2 separate regions of the Rattus norvegicus genome follow, and region 2 is linked to region 1. Evidence: chromatin contacts called from public Hi-C data. All regions are on one chromosome and are shown on one strand. The core of a region is the stretch at or near the end of the contact, and the rest is flanking DNA. Distances in the headings are between cores, read along the strand shown. Region 1 holds the start of Tlcd2 (TLC domain containing 2). Region 2 overlaps Slc43a2 (solute carrier family 43 member 2).

The links. A called contact is a pair of places that touch in the nucleus more often than the background predicts.
Region 2: a Hi-C map of liver shows a contact between it and region 1, with 4 times the contacts expected there. The contact joins the enhancer-like site here to the promoter of Tlcd2 in region 1. A contact is called at or near these places in 2 of 12 Hi-C or Micro-C datasets (kidney and liver).

The regions. Positions count from the first base shown.
Region 1 is chr10:60,807,504-60,812,435 of GRCr8, forward strand. Tlcd2 (TLC domain containing 2) reads left to right here and starts at 1,888. Exons shown (of 4, transcript NM_001398847.1): 1 at 1,888-2,184; 2 at 2,399-2,481; 3 at 2,683-2,765; 4 at 3,463-4,096. The coding sequence starts at 2,012. The coding sequence ends at 3,963.
Region 2 is chr10:60,909,276-60,914,207 of GRCr8, forward strand. Slc43a2 (solute carrier family 43 member 2) reads left to right here. Exons shown (of 14, transcript NM_001105812.1): 11 at 1-110; 12 at 2,540-2,613; 13 at 3,749-3,872; 14 at 4,413-4,932. The coding sequence ends at 4,574. Among named protein-coding and RNA genes, the nearest start is that of Pitpna, 17 kb to the right of the region's middle. Within about 2 kb of position 2,971, at least 34 of the 93 cell types and tissues checked have an H3K27ac peak or open chromatin away from gene starts, as enhancers often do. A contact at or near this core is called in liver, where this site is marked.

The sequences.
Region 1 (4,932 bases), core at 638-3,137:
GTCAACCACTGTAAGAGATGCCTTTTGACCTAGTAACTTTCTGTTAGAAATGTGTCATAAAATATGGATTTGGTTATAAAATGTTCATCTCAGGGTTGTAGTACAGAAAAAGCGAAAGCAACTGTTTGGAAATCCATTCCTTTTCTGCTGTGTGAAAATTTATAGCTGGTAATAGCTTAAGTAAATTATATTCATCTGACAGTGGAGTACTGCATAGCCATCCAAAGTCTTGTAGAAGAAAAATTGAATGGAAATATTAAATATTAACTACTGAAAAGATGATAAAAAGTATGAGCTTGTGACTGATACTGTTTTTAAAATGAGTGCATACTTGTAATACATTGGATTAAAAAAACCACTGAAAGTAGATTTAAAATGTTAAGAGTGTTTTTGTATGGTGGGATAGTACAATTGTGAACTTTCCCCTTATTTTTTCTGTCTTAGTTTTTAATATTAATTGTATATTGCTTTCATATGTTAAATAAAATACAAAGATGAATGTTTTAAATTTCTACCTTTTTATGTGTATGAGTGTTTTAGCTGTGGGTGGTGGGAATCCAACATAGACCTCTGCAAGAGCAGCCAGCGCTAATGTCTGAACCATTTCTTCACCCTCTCTATGTCATTTTTTAAAAATATTTTTATTTTGGGTTGGGGATTTAGCTTAGTGGTAGAGCACTTGCACAGCAAGCACAAGGCCCTGGGTTCGGTCCCCAGCTCCGAAAAAATAAAAAGAAAAAATATTTTTATTTCATATTATGTGTCTGTGGGGGTATGGGTGTGGGTACCTGCAGGGCCCGGAAAAGGGCATCAAATTCCCTAGAGCTGGAGCCACATGCTGTTTGGACCTTCTGATATGAATGCTGGGAATTGAACTCAGGTCCTCTAGAAGAGCAGCATATGCTCCTAGCCACTAAAGCCATCTCTCCCTCCAGTCCTCAGTGGAATTTTGCCTTTGGATAATTTGCTGTAGGAGGGTGGGCTGCACCAAGGGTCGGGTAAAAATGTTTGCCTGGGGTGCCTATTGCTTCTTGAGTGTGTGTGTGTGTGTGTGTGTGTGTGTGTGTGGTGTGCATTGACTGGGAGCTGGGAATCATATCCAGGGCCTTTTCAAGCAAGGTGGGTGCTCTACCACACTAAAGTCAATTCTATGAACTTCATTAATTGTCTGATTCCACCTACTCTCTACACACACAGGAAGCCATTCCTCTGACTTTCTGGCTGTCAGCCAGCTAAGGAGGTGTGGCTTAGATTAAGAAAGGAAATGCTCAAAACCTGTCACTCTTTGAGGGATTTGCTGTTGGAAAGGATGTTCCTCTTAAGGGGGGTCGGGGGGGGTTGTGGAGGGTGGAGGTGGGACTCAAGAAGGGATTCCCCAATAGACTGCTCCAAAACGAGGGCTGCTCTGTTCGGGGAGTACCATGTAAGGTAGCTCTGCCTGACTGGCATGCTCTCAGGTAAAGGTGAGGTGGTGCAAGATTTGGGCCCCTAGGGGTTGGCTCTGTTGGCCCTGTACCTTCTGGTCTGTGGGTAAGGATGACCAGTAGGTGAGAGATGAGGGAACAAGAACAGAAGGTGAAAGTTAGTGGGGCGGAGCCCCAGCCTTATCAGGTGGGGGTAGACTAGGCGTCTTTCTGGAACTCCAAGGGGTTTGGAGACTAGTGGCGTTGGAGAAGACCTCTAGTGCTGTTTTGGAAGGGCTCTGAACTCGGTGGCCGAACTTGATGCCAGGAAGCCCCCAAACTGCTATCTCCAGGCAGGGGCGGGACGCCATCCGTTCCGTGGCTCCACAGGCGGTGGCCCCACAGCTGCGCCAATCACTGTTCAGCCAAGGAATGGGGGCGTGGACAAGCCGGGAAAGTTACAACACGCTAGATAATGCAGGCCAAGAAGCCCCCGGCACAGCCAGGTGGAAAAGACAGATCCCAACTCCTCCGGGGCCATTCGAGGTTCCGGGCATCGGGTACCAGGATCAAAGACACAGACTGAAACCTAGCTGACCTGCCAGACCATGGCATCCGGGGGACTCCTTGTGGCTGGCGCCTCCTTCGCGGCGTTTCAGGGACTGCACTGGGGGCTGCAGCTGATGCCCACCCCGGAATCCGTTCGGGACCGCTGGATGTGGCGGAACATTTTCGTTTCGCTGATGCACAGCCTACTCTCTGGAACAGGGGCACTGGTCGGGTGCGGAACTTGGGGACTGACAAAACACTGAGGGGTGGGGGTGGAGAAGAGGGCCTGAAAGACTGAGGTTGGAACCCTGGATGGGTACCTTTTGGAGTGAATGAGAGGTCTTCAAAGTCTGAAACTGGTTTGAGTTGTAGATGGGTGGGAGTATCTAGTGGGAGAATGGATCTAGGTCTTGGAGAAATTGACCTTAGCTCCTCATCTTATCCAGGCTGTGGCTGTTTCCTCAGATGGTCACCGACCCGATTTATGATCACCCATCGTGGGCACGGGTCCTAGTAGCAGTGTCAGTGGGTGAGTGTACAGAAAAGGCTGAATCAGGAAAGACCTTGTTGGAACAGGAATTCTAGATCCCTCCCCCTCTTTGGAATGGAGCAGATGGTGCTGGAGGTTTGCTGTAATTAAGGACCTGAGAAAAGTGGGACTTGAGACATTTCTCTAGGCTGGGCATCAGCTCCGAGTGAGGTGCCTCATAGTCCTCTCTGGTGGCCGCAGGTTATTTCGTGGCAGACGGAGTTGACATGCTGTGGAATCAGACGTTGGCCCAGGCCTGGGACCTTCTCTGCCACCACCTAGTGGTAAGACTCTGAAGGGAGAGTCTAGACAGAAAGGGAGCGTGCCAAACTCAAGGGCCCAACCTCTCTCTTCAGTGTCCTGTCCTCTGACTTTCCCACAAAGCCCCCTGAAAATCTATTTTCCTTGTCTTGGACTGAATCGGAGAGAGGTTTTGACTGCTAGCCCCTCCTGGGCACTGCCCAAGGAGTTTGGATCTCCCACAAACCTCCAGCTAACCATGAAATCGCCAAATTCAGTTTAGGATGTGGGAATGAGGCAGAAAAGGCCAGAAATGAAAGGTAGGGTGTGCTATGCAAATAGTGTGGCTTTGGGGTGAGAGAGTCTCTGGTCCAGGGCCACTCATGCCACTAGATACGGGTCAGCAGAAAGGTCAGGATTGGAGGGAGTCCTAAAAAATGCTTGGGTAGGGGTTGGGGATTTGGCTCAGTGGAGAGCGCTTGCCTAGCAAGTGCAAGGCCCTGGGTTCGGTCCCCAGCTCCGAAAAAAAAAAAAAAAAAAAAGAAAAGAAAAGAAAAGAAAAAAATGCTTGGGTAATATAAAGTGAATAAATAAAAATACATAAATAGATACTTTTTAAAAGCTACTAGCACGAAGGATGAGACGGAAAGTGGGGGGAAATGCTTGGCTGTCCCCAGTAAGGATCAGGATACTGGGGGTTCAGGTCATGCAAAGTCCTCTGACTTGGAATCTTGCTTGCAGGTAGTGAGCTGCCTCAGCACCGCCGTTGTGTCTGGCCACTTTGTGGGCTTCTCTATGGTATCTCTACTTCTGGAGCTGAACTCCATCTGTCTGCATCTACGGAAGCTGCTGCTGCTCTCCCATAAGGCCTCATCCTTGGCCTTCAGAGTAAGCAGTTGGGCCACCCTGACCACCCTGGTCCTCTTCCGCCTTCTACCTCTGGGATGGATGAGTCTGTGGTTGTTTCAGCAGCACTACCAGGTGTCTCTTGCTCTGGTCATCCTTTGTGGAACTGGGCTGGTCACGGTGGGTAGCATAAGCATCTCATTGGGAGTTCGAATTCTGATCAAGGATGTCTTGCAGCCTCGGCCCTACCCATTTATCCTTGTGCACAAGGAGACTCAGCAAACCAAGACATGTGAGCCTGTCACCAGGAACAATTCCACTCTCAGTCTGAAAGGCATGGAGGTTTTCTCTTCTGTCAACCCTCAGGGAGGTGGGGCTGGGAAGAGGAGGTGGTAACCCACTGCATAGTTTACTGTGTAGCAAGGGCTAAACTGTATCATCAGTGTCTCAGGACCTTTTTCAGGTAACTCACTTCTCTCCCCTTTCCAAGATCCAAGAAGAAATTTGGCGGTTAGTAGCTATGTGCAAACCTAGGCTACTGCTCACTGAATTCCTTTGCTCCTGCGTAAGGACAAACACCGGGAGAAGAGGTCCTTCTAGAATCAGAGAGGCCTGGCATGGAGGGGGCCAGAGCCAGAAGCAGAGAAACTTCATTTATTCTGGAAATGAGATAAGAACACCAGAAACATTATCTGTTGCTGGGAGGGAGGGACATGGCAGTACCAGTGACAGACAGAAGCCAGGCCACAGCAGTTGCTACTGATACTTCCGATCCCCTGGTCAGACTGCAAGTCCCCAGATTATACTCAACCCTACTCTACTGTGTACAGCCTTTAGCTTCTGACCTTTTAAAAGAAATGTAAATTCTTTTTTTTTTTCTTTTCTTTTTTTCAGAGCTGGGGACCGAACCCAGGGCCTTGCGCTTGCTAGGCAAGTGCTCTACCACTGAGCTAAATCCCCACCCCCAGAAATGTAAATTCTTAGATGGATGTGGTATGTCTCCTAAGGCAGCACAGAAGCCCTGAACCATAGAAAAGACTAATATATCCTGTGTGATCACCCAGTGCAAAGCTTTTCATGGCTTTGGTGTTTCGAACATTGAAGTAGAGGCAGAGCAGGGCAGAGGAGCCTCCCATGTCCTCCTGGAGGATCAGGGTAGCTGGCTGGCCCTCTTCTGGAGTCCTGAAGCCTCTCTCCTCCCTGTCTCTGCAGCCAAGTCTCCCATTGCTTATCTCCTCCCTTTCTAGTCAGGATGCCTAGAATACAGAACTGAAGAGCAGATTAAGGTCACTGTTGTACTGAATGGCAGGGCAGAAAGTGATAGCTCTTCATCATCGATAGAAAAGGTACAGGAGGGCCGGAGGG
Region 2 (4,932 bases), core at 1,721-4,220, 100 kb after region 1:
GAGACAGGCAGATTCAGAAAATCACCAATGCCATGCGGGCCTTCGCCTTTACGAACGTGCTGCTCGTGGGTTTTGGGGTAACCTGCCTCATTCCTAATCTGCCTCTACAGGTATGTGTGGGGAGAGGGAAGACCATGTTGGGGACGGGACACAAATGAGGGGTTTTTAGAGACTAAAACGCGTATTCACTCAGTTTGGCCATCCACCAATATTTGCTGGGGTCCACCTAGCCTCCTCCACTCCACAGCCCAGGGCTTGAGAAGGACGGTGAGCTGTGAACACCAGGCTTCTTTCACAGGACTCTTCTCCAAGAAGGCTTTGTTCTTCTCTGTCCTCGGGCACCTTGCATGCCATGGGTACCACCATCGTCTGTTTCCTGGAACTGTATGGTCTTGCATTTCCTCAGACAGTTGAAATCTGATGTCTGTAGAGGTTTTGGCCAAGGCTGGGTGGGTGTGGTGGTGTACACTTGCAACCCCAGCACTCTCAATGGCGGAGACAGCAGTGTCCACATGACTGGGATCCTGGAGAGAACAGACAATGACTGGGCCCGGCTTGGTGTCAGGGTTCAAAGGTTTAATTCCTTTATACAAGATTTCTCTCGTCTTCTGAGACAGAGTTTCTCTGTAGCCCAGGCTGGCCTCAGACTTGATCCTTCTACCCTAGCCCTTCAAGTGCTAGGATTCCAAGAACGTACCTCCATGCTTTGCCCCGCACTAGATTTCTGAGTTTTCTAAAACCCAACTTGCTGAGTTTGTAAGCCAAGTAGACTTTGCACCTGCCCCCACCCTTTGGTCTGTGAAAACATTGTACAGTCTGTCTGGGCCCGGGTCCCAGATTTACAAGGTGAAGGAATGCACTTGATAGCATTGCTTCCAGTGGGCGTAGCCCAAGTGCATCATCGTCTCACACCAGCTCTGGAAACGAAGAGGCTCTTTGTTTACAAGGTGCCAGGTGTCGAGCTATGTTGAGCACACAGGTGTGGACACCCACAGGCACTATCACACGTACGTGCTGGTACTGTGTACAGACTGACTAGAGTAAGCCCTGGGAGACTTGCGTCACTTCCAGGTGGGGAGATCCTCTCACATCCTTATCTTGACCATCTTGTCTGATGGAGGGAGGATGTTCAGTGCACGGCAGTCACTGCTGCTCTTTGCTAACTTGGTTTTCATCGAAGGCTACTTCTGAAAAGGCAGCGGTGCATCTGAAGGAGACAGAGCCTGTGCAAACCCACATCTGCAGCGCCTTTCTCAGTGCTGCCACTGTCAGGAGTAGCCCTGGCCCTTCCACTACCCACACTCCTGGGAGCAGGACCTCCACATAGCACACGTGCATACGTGAAATATATTTCAAAGAGAAAAGCTTATCCCAGCACTCAGGAGGCAGAGGCAGGAGGATCTCTGTGATTTCAAGGCCACCATGGTCTGACTACACAGAAAAACCCTGTCCAAAAAAAAAAAAAAAAAAAAAAAAAAAGACCTTAAAATATCTTTTCCTGTGCATGTGGGCGTTTTACCTACATGTATAACTCTGTGTCCCAAATGTGGGACATTGTCTACCAAGGCCAGAAGAAGGCATCAGGCTCCCTGGTTGCAGACAGTAGTCAGCTGCCTTGCTGGTGTTGGGAACCTAATGAGATCCTCTGGAAGGCAAGCTGTGCTCTCAACTGCTGGGCCATCTCTCTAGCCTCAATTTACATTATTTTAAGGAGTTGGGGATTTAGCTCAGTGGTAGAGCGCTTGTCTAGCAAGCCCAAGGCCCTGGGCTCGGTCCCCAGCTCTGAAAAAAAAGAAAAGGAAGAACATTATTTTAATTATACAAATGAGGACCTAGAGAGATGATTCAGTGGATGCTCTTGTGCAAGGACCTGAGTTCAGTGCCCAGCACCCACACGGTGCTCAGAACGGTCTGTAATGACAGTTTCAAGGAATCTTCTGTATTCTGGCACAAGGTACACACATGGTGCGCTCATACACATAACTGAAATTGAAATATATGTATTTATACAGGCCTGTGGGTATCAGGCTGTGACTACCAAAATTTTTTTTTTAATGATGCAAAACATTTTTTTTTAAAGACTTTATTATAGATGGTTATGAGCCACCATGTGGTTGCTGGGATTTGAACTCAGGCCCTCTGGAAGAGCAGTCAGTGCTCTTAACCACTGAGCCATCTCTCCAGCCCGATGCAAAACATTTTATCAAGGGTCAGTCATGGTGGCACATAACTTTAATCCCAGCACTGTGGAGGCAGAGGCAAGCAGGTCTTTGTGAGTTCAAGGCCAGCCTTGTCTACATAGACAGTTCTAGGGCAGCCAGGGATATACAGTGAGATTTTGCCTCAAAAAACAAAAACAAAAAATAAACAAAGCAGAACAAAAGAAAACAAGAGAGCATTCTGTACTAGAGAGCTGGTAACATCCAGCTCCAGGTGCCTACCATTCCTATGCCCAAGTCTCCAGACCCAGAGGGCAAGGACAGAGGAGGTCCTGAGGGTCTGCTGCTCATGCTCTGCTCTCCCTCCTTCCCTCCCTCAGATCTTCTCCTTCGTCCTGCACACAATTGTGCGAGGATTCATCCACTCTGCCGTAGGGGGCCTATATGCTGCCGTGTAAGTCCTGGAAGCTCTGGGTGGTGTGGTGGCCCCAACCCGAGGGGACTGCAGGTAGCACTGAGACCCTGCCTATCCTGCCCCGCTGGCATGTGTCATGTTGTATCGGGACATGTACTAGGGTTTCTGCTGTCTGTGTCACAAAGGCCATCATCTACACCTGACAGCAGGTGAGTCAGTAGGCAGACAGTTGGGTGCCCACAAGCCTTGGCATTTCACACGAAGTGAAATGCTTCAGCTAGGGTCAGTGCCTTTGAGCCCCAGGCATTGCTATTCAGCCAAGTCCTGGCGCTGTCCCTGACTGCTCACTGGGACAGGGTTGGGTTCTGAATGCTTGAAGCTAAATACTAACGTGTAAATAGTCCTCTGCAGGGGCAGTGACATGAGTAATTGGTCCCAGAAAGTCCTGAGCTGTCCTCACCCAGGGCCTCAGAGGGCCATTCGCTGGCCATAACCTCCTTGGACCCCAGCTACAGTGAAACCGACATCTTTTCCAAAAAGCTACACAGTTATTCCCTCTTTTGCCCAGGGCTTGACCCAGAAATTTAAACCCTAGTTCCGTCATCCACTGTCTGTGATCATGAATACAGCTCCCTCATACCTCTGAGGCAGAGCCTGGTATTCCCCAAGACTAAGTCCAGAACTCCTTCCCTCTTTAAGCAGCAACCTACAGGGTCATTCCAGGTCCGCCTGTCCCTGCCTTGTCCCACACCCCCAGGCCTGGAGGAAGTTGTGGCTGCCCTGGCAGAGTATGAGGGAGTCGGGCAAGAGCTGTGATGCTGAGTTTCCGTGATTGTGCAACGCTGCTGGAGAGGGGTACAGCAGAGCCAGGCTCAGCCTCCAACCTGCTCCCGGGAATGTTTCCCAAGCCGCAGACTCTGCTGGCACCATGCTTCCCTCCCTGCTCGTCCCACACCCACAGGCTGAGGGCACATCTGAGTATGGGAGAGGCTTGCTCCAGAGTCTGGAGCCTCAGGGACCTGCACCCAGACATCCTGAGGCTGATCCCACCTCTCCCTACAGGCACCAGTGCCTCCAGGCAGCCCTGGTTACCAGCATACCTAAGCCAGGCCAGTGAGGGGCTTGGGAAGCCTGTGAATGGTGCTGGCTGTGATGGGTCTCATTACCCCAACAGGTACCCCTCCACACAGTTCGGTAGCCTCACAGGACTGCAGTCCCTGGTCAGTGCACTCTTTGCTCTCCTACAGCAGCCACTGTTTCTGGCCATGATGGGGCCTCTCGGAGGAGATCCTCTGTGGGTAAGAAGGGTCAGGGTGTCTCTCCATTTTGCTCCTGGGAAGTGGGGCCCAAGGACAACAGGTAGTGTGGGAATGTTGGACAGTACCCAGTCAGGGGTCCCTTGTGATGGTGGCCAGGAAGAAGGAGAAAAATGGCTTCTCTTTGAATCTGATTCTGGGGTGAATCCCAGGCTTTCCATCCAAAGACCAGCACTCTCATCCAGGTGTCAAGAATGGTCCCAGTCGGGGTTGGGGATTTAGCTCAGTGGTAGAGCACTTGCCTAGCAAGCGCAAGGCCCTGGGTTCGGTCCCCAGCTCCGGAAAAAAAAAAAAAAAAGAATGGTCCCAGTCCCAGCCCATTCCCTGGAGGCTGCTGAGTGGTACTTGGAGAACTGGGGGATTTAGATGCTGGAATGTGGATTGACAGCTGGGACCTCCTGAAACCTCCTCTTTAGTTTTCAGTCTTTTCTCTGCCCTCCCTTCCCCAATCCTTCATGTGCGGGAGGGTGCTGCCTTGTGTGAATGGAGCTCCTTCTGACAGCCCACTCCCCACCATCCCAGGTGAACGTGGGTCTGCTTGTCGTGAGCATGCTGGGTTTCTGCCTGCCACTTTACCTGATTTGCTACCGGCGCCAGCTGGAGAGGCAGCTTCAGCAGAGGAGGGAAGACAGCAAGCTGTTCCTTAAGATCAATGGCTCATCCAACCGGGAGGCCTTCGTGTAGTGGGCACCCGCGCCCACCGCCTCAGAGTTGTGGCCTCCTGCCTGTGCTTCAGTGACTGACTGCAGTCATCTCCCTGCCCCAGAGGATCCCGTGTGCTCCCTGGATCCTGCCCTTCACCACACTGGAGCCCATACTTCTTCAAAAAGCCCTGCCCCTGCCGTGGAGTGCTGGTGTGGAGGGACAGGAGAAGGCCTGGGACAAATGAACCTCCCACTGCCAGAAGCTGGGCTGCCCTGGCCTGGCTGTCACCCCAGGGGCTCTGGAGTCTTGGGTCTCCATGGAGCCAAGGGGACTTCTCCAGCAAGCATCTTTTTTTTTTTTTTTCTTTTTCACTTATCTGGATTCTGCCTCTTGCCAA